Linked DNA regions of Capra hircus: region 2 is linked to region 1. The links are chromatin contacts, called in public Hi-C maps. All regions are on one chromosome and are shown on one strand. The core of a region is the stretch at or near the end of the contact, and the rest is flanking DNA. Distances in the headings are between cores, read along the strand shown.

Region 1 (5,791 bases), core at 1,885-4,384:
CTATCACAGCCTTAAAGATATTAACAAAAATTTTAAATGACTTGTTGGAAGATTATGATAAGTGCAAAAAAAAAAAAAAAAAAAACCAGAACACAGACTTATATTCAATAGAGACAAATAAAGAAAAAGTCTGCTTGAAGCCCCCGTATGTCAGAACTTCCCGTAAGAGGTTGAAGACACAAGTCTTTGTATCAATGCTAACAGTCCAGCTTCCTGGCTTATGCTCTGGCCAGGCGTGAGGGACAAAGGAGAGATTGTGGGCCATCTTTTGGGTTATGTCCAATTCAGGTGGTATTCCACCGAAAGTTTTCATACAATAAAGTTTAAGCACTGGGGACCCCACATCCACAGAAGAAACGGTCTGTTCCCAGGGGCTCTGCAGGGGAGCTACGGGGTGGGAATCTGTGTATGCGCTCAGTCATGTCTGACTCTTTTCGACCCCATGGACTGTAGCCCACCAGGTTCCTCTGTCCATGGGATGGTCCCAGGCAGGAGCACTGGAGTGGGATGCCATGCCCTCCTCCAGGGGATCTTCCTGATCCAGGGGTCAAACCCACAGCTGCGGTGGCTCCTGCACTGGCAGGCGGATTCTTTACCACGGAGCCACCTGGGAAGCCCCGGTGTGGTGTAGGACCAGGCCCCAAACCCAGTCTGGGTGTAACTGCACACTCTGGATCAGTGCCAGGTCCATCCCTGGTTGGAATTCCTGAATTCAATCGAAACCCAAGCAGACTCTAGGTTGTGGGCCTCTCCACCTACAAGGTGGTAGTGGGACTATTAGCAGAATGCACAATACGAATCCGGAAATTCAAGACTCGAGCATATCGATAGAAGCAGTTCCGGTGGGGGAAGACAGTCCACGCTCAGGGAGCAGGCCCCCGAGAGCACAGTCCCAGGCAAACTTGCTCTCATTCAGAATAAGTGTTTATTGAATAACCACAGGGGTCCTGTGTTGCAGTAAGTGCCAGTCACGTAAGATCCTGTCTTCTAGAGCTTGACGTTTTGTACTCTGCAAGACATAAGTCTGCAGATGTTGGCGCTTTCGTGACATGTCTCTGGCTGTGGACGTTGTCGCCTCGGGTCTAGCAGGCCTGGAAAGGTAAATAAGGAACCGTGACAACCTTTTAGTCCACATCCTGCTGTGGGGCTTGTGGTCACCTGCTGGCTGGGGCCGACCTGCACTGGCCTGGTGGAAGCAGCGGCAGTGATGGAGGGTGGGAACGTGCCGGAGGGTGGGAACGTGCCCGTGTGAGTGGGGCGCAGGGAAGGGTGGGCAGAGATCAGTAAGCCAGGCCTCCGGCTGCTTCTGGGAGGCCTGGCCTGGTCCTCCCACCTGCTTTCTGCTGCCCACACCCTTCTCAAGCTCTTCTTAATCTAGTCTGTGCACAGATCAGGGGCAACTGCCCTCTCCAGCTAAGTTCAGCTACAATGACTGACTAGAAGCGTCCACCAGAAGGCGTCTTCCCTAGACATCCATTGAAACAGCCTCAGTTTGAGAAATTTGGACACTGGGTGTGTGACTTTATAAAGATGAGGTGTTGAAATATCTCTCCGGCCCAAGTCTGTCTACAGAAGACACGAAAGATCTAGCGTTCAAGACGCCGCAGCCATGTTTAAACTGAAAATGTGGGGGGAGGGGGAACTGTGTGACCAAGTACGTTTTTTCATTTGCTTTGGGAATAGTATGATCAATGTGTCATTTTCAAAATGTAGATCATCCATGGCCTATTTTTAAACCCAGGCTTTTCAGGTGGCTCAGTAGTAAAGAATTGGCCTGTGAAGCTGGAGAAACAGGTTCAGTCCCTGGGGGAGGAAATGGCAACCCACTCCAGTACTATTGCCTGGGAAATCCCATGGACAGAGGAGCCTGGTGGGCTACAGTCCATGGGGTCACAAAGAGTCAGACCCAACAACAACAACATTTTAAATCCCAAGCCTGCTCCTGACAAGTGAGTTCTGAACGTAATCCTGACCCCCCTCGTGTCCAGTCCTGTGTGCAGCAAATACAGCCTTACTTCAACAGCAGCTTACATTAAACCTAATTTTTAAAGTAAGCCAACTGTGAGAATGATTGTTTTCTCAAACAAAATATTGGTGCCCTGGACCCTGTGTATTAACCTAGTTGTGTCTGCAGTTGAGCTATAAACAGGATTTAAGCTCCATGTTCTTGACCTGCTGTTTTCATGAAAGAAACCAGGAGACTGGCCCGCCCTCCACTGAAGCTCCCAAGCAAGACAGAGCTGCATACCCAGTCCCCTCCGGTGCTGTCTGATATGCAGGGACTGAAAGCCAGTAAAGGAATGAGAGATCCTGTTTATTTCCTCATTGGCAGCCAGTTTATGAACAAGGCCAGGAGGATCTTCCTTGTTAAACAATCTGCCTGCCATGCAGGAGTTCGATCCCTGGGTCAGGAAGACTCCCTGGAGAAGGGCATGGCAACCCACTCCAGTATTCTTGCCTGGAGAATTCCATGGACAGAGAAGCCTGGTGGGCTACAGTCCATGGGGTCGCAAAGAGGTGGACACAACTGGGTGACTCACACACCCCCTGAGCAGAAGACTGGCACCCACTTACTGGGACCCCCGAAGACCTGCTGACCTCGGGCAAAGGGGTCTGTGCCCCTAAACAGCTTTATGGAGGAAAGTGACACCATCTGGCTCCAAACTTTCTCACAGGGACATCACATGCTCTCTCGCTGGAGGCAGGTGACAGACATCACAGCTCTTTCTGCAGCCCTCTGGACAGCCCGCCGCCTCTGAGTGGCCGAGACTAGTCCTCACGACACAGGCTCTATCCTCCTTTTACCGGTGGGGAAACTGAGGCTGGGGACTGAAAGAGACTTAGTGACCCGTCTGGAAGAGCCAGGGACAGCACCCAGGAGCTCCTCCTGATGGGGGCGTGCCCAGTGGGGAACCAGGGTGGCACTGGCAAGCAGCAGAGCAGACCAAGTACAGCGAATCTCAGTCCAACGGGAAGGGGTCCTCAGCAGAACAAGGACAGCACTCAGGTGCCTGAGCTCGTTAACATGCGGAGGGCTTCGCTGTATCCCGCGGAAGGGTTCACTGTCCTGCTTGTACCAAGTACAGGGAGCTGCCTTATTGTAGCAGCTGTGGGGCAAGCCTGCCCTCTGGTGGGCTGATGGAGCATTGCCCTAGCCACATTCCAGCCTAAGGCTCAGTGTGGTTTTCCCATACTGTATCCATGTAGTGATTATTTCTACGGAAGGAATTCAGCTTTAGTTCTTTCTCAAGCAGTCTGGCCCATAGAGGCTTTCTTGACCTCTGAGTATTGGCCATCATTTGTCCATCTTACAGAAGGCTGGGTTTTCATTTTGGTCCCTTCTCCCACCCCTCACCTTTGGAGGAGTCTTGCTTCCCTAACAAGATTCAGGTTCTTAAAAGCAAGGATTATGTCTGATTCTTCCTCAGCTTTACCCTGTTGTTCCCTTAGCTGGACATGAAACTAGAAGGTTCACCAGGATGGAAAGGAATCCTTTCCACCCCCCAAAACAGAATTCCACCGCTTCTCATTTGTTCCTAAAACATTTCATGTCTGATCAGTAGTTCCCCCAAATGGTTGAATCCTCAGAAAACTTTCAGAACTCAGTTTCCTGGGCCTCACTCCAGCCCTGCTGAATCAGGCTCTGTGGTCTGAGCCAGGAAATCTGCTTGACAAACTTCCCCAAGTGGTTTTTGATGTGCGGCCAGGTTTGGCAGCCAACAGCTCTAAATCCCCATTTACAATTATTTCTCATAGCCTTTCCCCCCACCCGACAGCATCTCCAAAGGTCTTCAGCTCATGTCTGTTATTAAAACGGACCATTTTGAGATTACCTTGGACATAGTCACAGGCTCTTCTAACTGCAGGGCTGGACGACATGGGGAGGAAGGAGGACCACAAGACAAGGACCAAAGGCATGTGCTTTTGTTGCCAGTGGCCCTGCGTTCACAGCAGAAATTACTGAAACCAGTACCTTTATGCTGACGGGGCAGGTTGTCAGTTTGTAGTCTGACGTTAAGGCTTAGGCTGAAGAGGGAGACAGAGGTTAATTGAGTACCCAGTTATTTATTTTCACCATTTCTAACTCATCTAGTTCTCAGGTTCAACTGAACAAGGCACTGTTGCCTACCCACCTCCATCCCCACCCCACTCCCCACACCCTTCTTTAAAAAAAAAAAAAAAAGGCAAGTTGAGGCTTGGGCTTCCCTGATAGCTCAGTTGGTAAAAAATCCGCTGCAAGGCAGGAGACCCCAGTTTGATTCCTGGGTCGGGAAGATCCACTGGTAAAGGAAACGGAAAGGCTACTCACTCCAGTATTTTGACCTGGAGAATTCCACGGACCGTATAGCCTATGGGGTCGCCAAGAGTGGCATGTGACAGAGACTTTCACTTAAGTTAAGGCGTAGGAAAGTTGGTAACTCTCCCAGTCACGTAAGTTCATGACCATCACATTCTGCATTCGAATACAGGTCAGATTTCCAAAGCTAGCTTTTTGGGAACGTCCATACAGGCTCTTTCTCACTCTTCTAGGCCAAGCGAGCTGTGCAGCGGGGAGCCACTGCTGTCATCTTCGATGTGTCCGAAAACCCGGAAGCTATTGACCAGGTAGGCTCCTGGGGCCAGGCCAAGGCTGCAGGGCCCCTGAGAGAAGCACCTCCCTTACTTAGCCTGGCTTCTCACGGTCGTGTCACCTGGGTCTTCGGGGCCCTTGTGCTTGTCTGCCCTCATTAGTGATCCATGTTTGCACGTCGTCCTCCAAAGCGAGTGTGTCGAGAGGGGTTAAGAGCCAGGGAGCTGGGGGCTGGGAGGCATTGTCAAAGACCTTTCATCCTGAAACAGGGGGCATCCTCAGCTTCATCTGCCTGGGAGCCCCCAGCCTATGATGCTGGTGTTTGGGGATTTTCAAAAGGGAATTTCGTGTTCTTTTCCTCCAGCTTTTCTTTCTCTCTCTCTGGCTTCTTGAAAGTAATTACGTCTTCTAAGCAGCACCTTCTCTCCTTGCTTAGCTGAACCAGGGCTCAGAAGACCCGCTCAAGAGGCCGGTGGTGTATGTGAAGGGTGCAGACGCGATCAAGCTGATGAACATCGTCAACAAGCAGAAAGTGGCGCGCGCGCGGATCCAACACCGTCCCCCTCGAGTGAGCCTCCGCCACCTGCCCCACCCCGCCATCTGCCCCTTCTGGCTTCGGCCTTTTTTTTTTTTGCTTCCGGCTTTTTCCCCATCTAAACGCTGATGCGCCCCAGGGACCTGCAGGTTTATAGCAGATGTAAACCCGGAGGCCAGGGAGAGATTACCAGTTTTACTTGAGGGCCTCTGAAAAGCATTTCCAGATATAGATGACTTGTGACCAGGTGTCTCTTCCACCCGGCGTCCCCTCTGGGTGACTTCCTGTCTTTTCTTTTCTGTCCCATCTTCCCATGAAAGGCTGACTAAGGACTGAAGGGAAGGGCGCCCTACCCTCAGCTGCTTTTCCTGGGTCTCCCTCCTCCTGTGGGTCTTCACTAAGAGGATAAAGCCTGTGCTTCCTCCTTCCTGTGGGGCAAGTGTATTACCGAAACTCCCTAACCTGTACTAGAATCTGGAAATGTAAGCTTTCAACTGGGGTCAGAGCTCATAACCTCCAGGTGGCTAATGAACAGCTTTGTCTTCTAAGCTTCTCTTAGTTGTGTTAAAGCCACGCTGTTGGCATCCTCTGCACAACCTCAGGCTCAGGACTCTAGGAACCTGGGACAGGTGCTCCATAGATGCTTTATTTCCTCTTCCCAAATATTGGAATATTCACATAAAGGA
Region 2 (5,791 bases), core at 1,600-4,099, 150 kb before region 1:
CCCACCCAGGGTTTCTGGCATAAGAATCAATCTTGGTCATTTTGTGGAATTTCTGAAATCTCACGTTACAAACGTTCCTACAACCTTGCACGTAAAATGACTGCCTCGGTACAAATCTTAAGACTGAGTTTCTAGCATTTCAGTGGCGATTCGGAGCACTGTTACCCAGGTCAGACAGGCTTGGGTGAGAGTTTGCTGTCTGTGACGTTGAGCAAGTTACTGGAACAATCTGACTCTCAGTGCCCTCTTGCGCAGTGGAGATAACAGTGGACAGGACTGTTCTGAAGACCCAGGAAAGTGTGCATGTCACGTCTCTGCCACTGTTTCTGACAAGTAAGCCTTTGCTATTAATTTGTTCAGTGCTTATAGAACGACAGCATCACCTAGGTGGGCCACAAACCCACCCAACAGGCTCAAGGAAAAGGTTCACTATGAGGAACTCGAGCATTGTCTCAGAAATCCTTCACTTCCTCTCAGTAATGTTTCTTAGTCGTGTGGGTTGTTTTTCTGTTTTTCCTATATATAAACATTTTTTCTCTTGTATCTATATGTATTTGGCTGTGCTGGGCCTTCCCTGCTTCTCAGGCTCTTCTCAGCAAGCAGGGGCTACTCTAGTTGTGGTGTGTGGGCTCACTGCGGCGGCTTCTCTTGCTGCAGAGCACAGGCTCTGGGGGGCGCAGGCTTCCGTGGTTTTGGCGCACGCACTCAGCAGTTGCGCCTCCCGGCTCTGGAGCACAGGCTCCATAGTCATGGCACGTGGGCTGAGTTGCTCTGTGGCATGTGAGATCTTCCCGGATCAGGGTGGATTCTTTACCACTGAGCCACCAAGGAAGCCCTGTGTGTGTGTGTTTAACTTCAATTAAAAAAAAAAATTTATATTGGGGTGTAGTTGATTTACAGTGTATTAGTTTCAGGTATACAGTGGAGTGATTCAGTTATACATATACATATGTCCATCCTTTTTGCAGATTCTTTTTCCCATATAGGTTATTACAGAGTATTGAGTAGACATCCCTACCTGTATAGTAGCCTCTTGTTTATCTTATATATACTACTGCTACTACTACTAAGTCGCTTCAGTCGTGCCTGACTCTGTGCGACCCCATAGACAGCAGCCCACCAGGCTCCTCCATCCATAGGATTTTCCAGGCAAGAGTACTGGAGTGGGGTGCCATTGCCTTCTCCATTATCTTATATATAGTAGTGTGTATATGTTAATTCTTTGTCTTTGTAAAGGCACTGTGTAGAACCTGATGTGAAGAACTGACTCATTGGAAAAGACCCCAGTTCTAGGAAAGATTGAAGGCAGGAGGAGAAGGGACAACAGAGGATGAGATGGTTGGATAGCATCACCGACTTGAAGGACATGAGTTTGAGCCAGCTCTGGGAACTGGTGATGGACAGGGAAGCCTGGTGTGCTGCAGTCCATGGGGTGGCAAAGAGTCGGACACGACAGAGCGACTGAACTGAGCTACATATTTTCATTTTGATGCCATTATACATGGTGTATTTTCACATTTCACTTTGAAATTGTTTTTGTGTAGAAATCCAGCTATTATATCAACCTTGTATCTAGCAAACTTGCTAAATTAACTTCTTTATTTTACAGTTTGGAATGTTTCATTCATTTGGGCTTTCTGCACGCACAATCAGGGGACTACTGCATACTGGTAGTTTTACTTCAGTGTATCCATACCATATGGTTTAAATATTGCCTGTCGAATGGCCTAAAGAACTGCGGTAAATATTTGTGATGAGAGCAGACACTGTCATCTCATTCTCCATCTCAGAAAGAAAGCTTTCAAAGTTACTGTTAAGTATATTTGCTAAAGGTTTCCAGTGGGCCAGATTTAATGAGACCTCTTCTGCTTTCTAGACCTTTCCAAAAGATGACTCATATAGATATGAGCTGAGATAAAATACTTCTAACTCTTACCCGTGGTTCTCTCAGGATGGGTGTGTGGGGAGAGGTTGTATGACATTGTTCTTGTTCAGTCACTAAGTCATTGTCCAACTCTTTGTGACCCCGTGGACTGCAGCACACCAGGCTTCCCCGTCCTCCTCCATCTCCCAGAGTTTGCTCAAACTCACGTCCACTGAGTCTGTGATGCCATCCAACCATCTCATGGTCTTTAGCGCCTTCTCCTCCTGCCTTCAATCTTTTCCAGCATCAAGGTCTTTTCCAATGAGTCGGCTCTTTGCATCAGGTGGCCAAAGTATTGGAGCTTTAGCATCAGTGCTTTCAATGAATATTCAAGGTTGATTCCTTTAGGATGTATGACATTACTTGTTGTTTAGTCGATAAGTCACGTTAGACTCGTTGTGACCCCATAGACTGCAGCCCGCCAGGCTCCTCTGTCCAGGCAAGAATACTGGAGTGGATTGCCATTTCCTTCTCCATCCGACATTACTTGCTAAGATAAAATTACTTTAACATAGGAATAATTTACCATGAACCTAGATTTATTTTGTCACTAGAAAGAAAATAAAGCCAGAGAGCAATTTAAACTAACATTACATAACAGTCATCAAATAGTGAAATAGATCGTTCTTTGACGAAGCTTTGTGAAGACATGTCCAAGAACATATTTTCTCTAAACCTTTCCCATCATCACATCCTCAGACTCTGTTTCAACTATTTCTTTCTAATTTACGATGAACTGCAGCAAGTAGGGAGATTTGGTCTCTTGGCTGGACACTATTGGTGCCCTGCCCACTGGTACACCCACTTCCCAGCTGTTCTGGGTGTTGGCTGCTAAAAGCTCATGGCTCCATCCTTCTCTGGAGGATTCTCTTAGCTAACGGGAGCTGCCCTGCCAGGAGATGCCTGGGAGGTTACACACACGGCCCGGGTGGCCCTTGGCCAATGACTGACTAACAGGGTGGGGTTTAAAGTCCGGCTCCCTGGCCTCAGGGCAGGACAGACTCTGCAGTGTAATAAATACCCCCCAGCTCCCTATGGGATCGGGCTGCGGTTAGACCTCTCCTGAAAGCACGCATCTGCTCAGTTTCCTCTCTGGCTCTGTCCTGCTTCTTTCAGTTCCTCCCAGTGTTCCTCCCTAGGGTCCTTCCTCAATAAATCTCTTGCGCTAGAATCTCTGGCTATCCCAGTCTCTGAGTGGGCTCTCTTTGTCCAGCACCCACCTGAGCTGTCTGTGATTGGTGGGTGGAACGGGGTGCAGAGTTAGGCAGCCAGGGAAGAGCTGGGGGGTGATGTTGTGGTTGGATCAGGGGGTCCCCGGGAGGGGCAGCCATAAAGAAGGAGGAGATAACACATCTGAGAGGGGAAGTGGAATCTTAGGTTAGGTCTGTCTGACTCTAAAGCCTGAATTTGTAACTATGACCTTGGACTCCTCTTCACTCTCTGCCCATACTTTCTAAAGTTTTGAACAGCAACTTTTCTAAAAACCCTAAAGGGGGGTCTCCTTCATTGATGCAGCTTCTAAAGCATTGGCTGCAAGTTGTATGCCCAAGAGGGCACTGCCCCGCCAGGGCTGCCCTGCGGCTGAGGAACTGGCCCACTTTGACTCAGCCCAGACACCAGACCAGCAGGTCGGCAGGGAAGAGATGGTGTTGGGACAACAGACTCTTTGTATGGAAAGGAAACAGGATCAGCTCATTCTGTCCCATCAGACCATGAACGAATTTCAGATGCATCAAAGCTCCCACTGTGGAACGTGAAACCTTACAATTTTAGCAGAAATTTTAACAAACATATTTGGAACATCAGAATGGAAATGGATCTCTTAAAGAAGATGCAAAAACTGCAGACCATTAAGGAAAAGATGGTTAAGTCTGACTGTATCAAGATTAAAAGCATCTGCGTGACAAATCCCATGATAAAGGGAAAAGTGACTGTGACCATTTCTGACTTACTACTGGGGAGTCAGAAATGTGGAGAAACCCCATCTAGAGCCTGTGCTCCGCAACAGGAGAGTAGCCTCTGTCGGCCACAACTAGAGGAAGCCCGTTGGCTTTCAGAGGGCATTCAGAGGAGGAAACAATTTCTGGGCAAAAGTAACATTAGTGGAAGCTTGCAGGTGATGGGAGGGTGAGGCGGGCAATGTGGGGAGGGCATCAGAGTCTGATGGAACAGGACTTCTTTCCTTGCTTCCCGAACAGAAAGCTTGAAGTTGGCCTCTTGACTCTCTGTCAGCCTTCCCCGAAATTGATCTACAGCTTTATGCTGCAACAAAGACCCAGTGCAGCTGAAAGTAACTGATTAATTAAATGCTGGAGAGGGTGTGAGAAAAGGGAACCCTCCTATACTGTTGGTGGGAATGTAAGTTGGTGCAGCCACTATGAAAACCAGCATGAAGTTTCCTCAGAAAACTATAAATAGAGTTACCATAAAATCCAGAAACCCCACTCCTGGGCATCTATCTGGAAAAGATGAAAACTCTAATTCAAAAAGACACATGCACCCCAACGTTCAGTGCAGCACTGTTTACAATAGCCAAGACATGGAAACAATTGAAGTATCCATGGACAGATGAATGGGTAAAGGAGATGTGTTCCATATACACAATGGAATATTACTCAGCCGTAAAAAAAGCCATTTGCAGCTACAGGGACGCACCTAGAGATTATCATACTAGGTAAAATAAGTCAGAGAAAGACAAATATCACATGATATCAAGTATATGTGGAATCTTAAAAATTAAATACAAATGAATTTATTTACAAAACAGAAACACTCACAGACATAGGAAACAAACTTACAGTTACAAAGGGGAAAGGGGGGAGGGATAAATTAGGAGTTTGGGATTAACAGAAACTCACTACGGTAAACAACAAGGACCTGCTGTATGGCACAAGGAACTATATTCAATATCTTGTAACAATCTATTACAAGAAAGAATCTGAAAAAGAAGGGCTTCCCTGATCGCTCAGTGGTAAAGAATCCGCCTGCCAATATAGGAGACATGGGTTTTATCCCTGATCTGGGAAGATTCCACATACCGTGGAGCCACTAAGCCCAGGTGTCTCAGTTACTGAGCCTGTGCCCTGGGGAACCACAGCGACTGGAGCCCATGGGCCCCAGAGCCCTGCTCTACAAGAAAATTCACAGCAATGATAAGCCTGCACACCACAACTAGAGGCTAGACCCCACTTGCCACAACTGCAGAAAAGCCCAAGAAGCAATGAAAACCTAGCACAGCCAGAAATAAACATCCGTACAAAGTTTTAAAAAGAATCTGTGAAGGAATGTAGGCATCTCTTTGCTGTACACCTGAAATTAACACAACATTGTAAACCAACCGTCCTTCAATAAAGGAGGTTTCCGTTGGCATCGTGGAGCCGTGAGACAAGTGCGCGGTTGCCCAGCTCCGGACTTCCAGTTACACGAGAAGAATAAGACCTCTATTTGGCTAAGCCATTGTAAGCTGAGCTTTCTGTTATATGGAGCCAAACCGATTCCTAGTTTATTCAAGGCCTGAGAGAGCAAGATATGTTAAGCTGGGGAGCTCCAAGTGGTTCAGGGGACTCAAGAAAGGGGGGCTGTAGAGATGACGAGGCTGGAGACATGTTCAGGGACGGGATCACAAAGGGCCTTTGAAGTCTTGCCTAGGGATTTGGGCTTTATCCTGGAGGCTTTTGTTCCTTAAACCTGGATAATGTATAAATGGACTTTTTTTTAAAAAAGGAAAACACTTCTTCCTGACCCTCTCCTTGCCACAGTAGTCACTAAGTGCTTTTATTATAATGTAGAGATATAACATTAGGTATAAGCACCTTATAGAACTATAAAACCACATTTGCAAATAAAAATTACAGTTGTCAACAATCT

Evidence for each region. Hi-C and Micro-C count contacts between places; a contact is called where the count stands out from the background.
Region 2: a contact with region 1 is called in a Hi-C map of blood, with 4 times the contacts expected there. The contact joins two enhancer-like sites. A contact is called at or near these places in 4 of 5 Hi-C or Micro-C datasets (blood and liver).

What each region holds. Positions count from the first base shown.
Region 1 is chr17:2,866,349-2,872,139 of ARS1.2, reverse strand. It overlaps ZNRF3 (E3 ubiquitin-protein ligase ZNRF3), which reads left to right. Exons shown (of 9, transcript XM_018061043.1): 3 at 4,531-4,605; 4 at 5,007-5,138. Among named protein-coding and RNA genes, the nearest start is that of C17H22orf31, 21 kb to the right of the region's middle. Within about 2 kb of position 3,134, at least 3 of the 5 cell types and tissues checked have an H3K27ac peak or open chromatin away from gene starts, as enhancers often do.
Region 2 is chr17:3,017,034-3,022,824 of ARS1.2, reverse strand. No RefSeq gene overlaps it. Among named protein-coding and RNA genes, the nearest start is that of ZNRF3, 19 kb to the right of the region's middle. Within about 2 kb of position 2,849, at least 3 of the 5 cell types and tissues checked have an H3K27ac peak or open chromatin away from gene starts, as enhancers often do.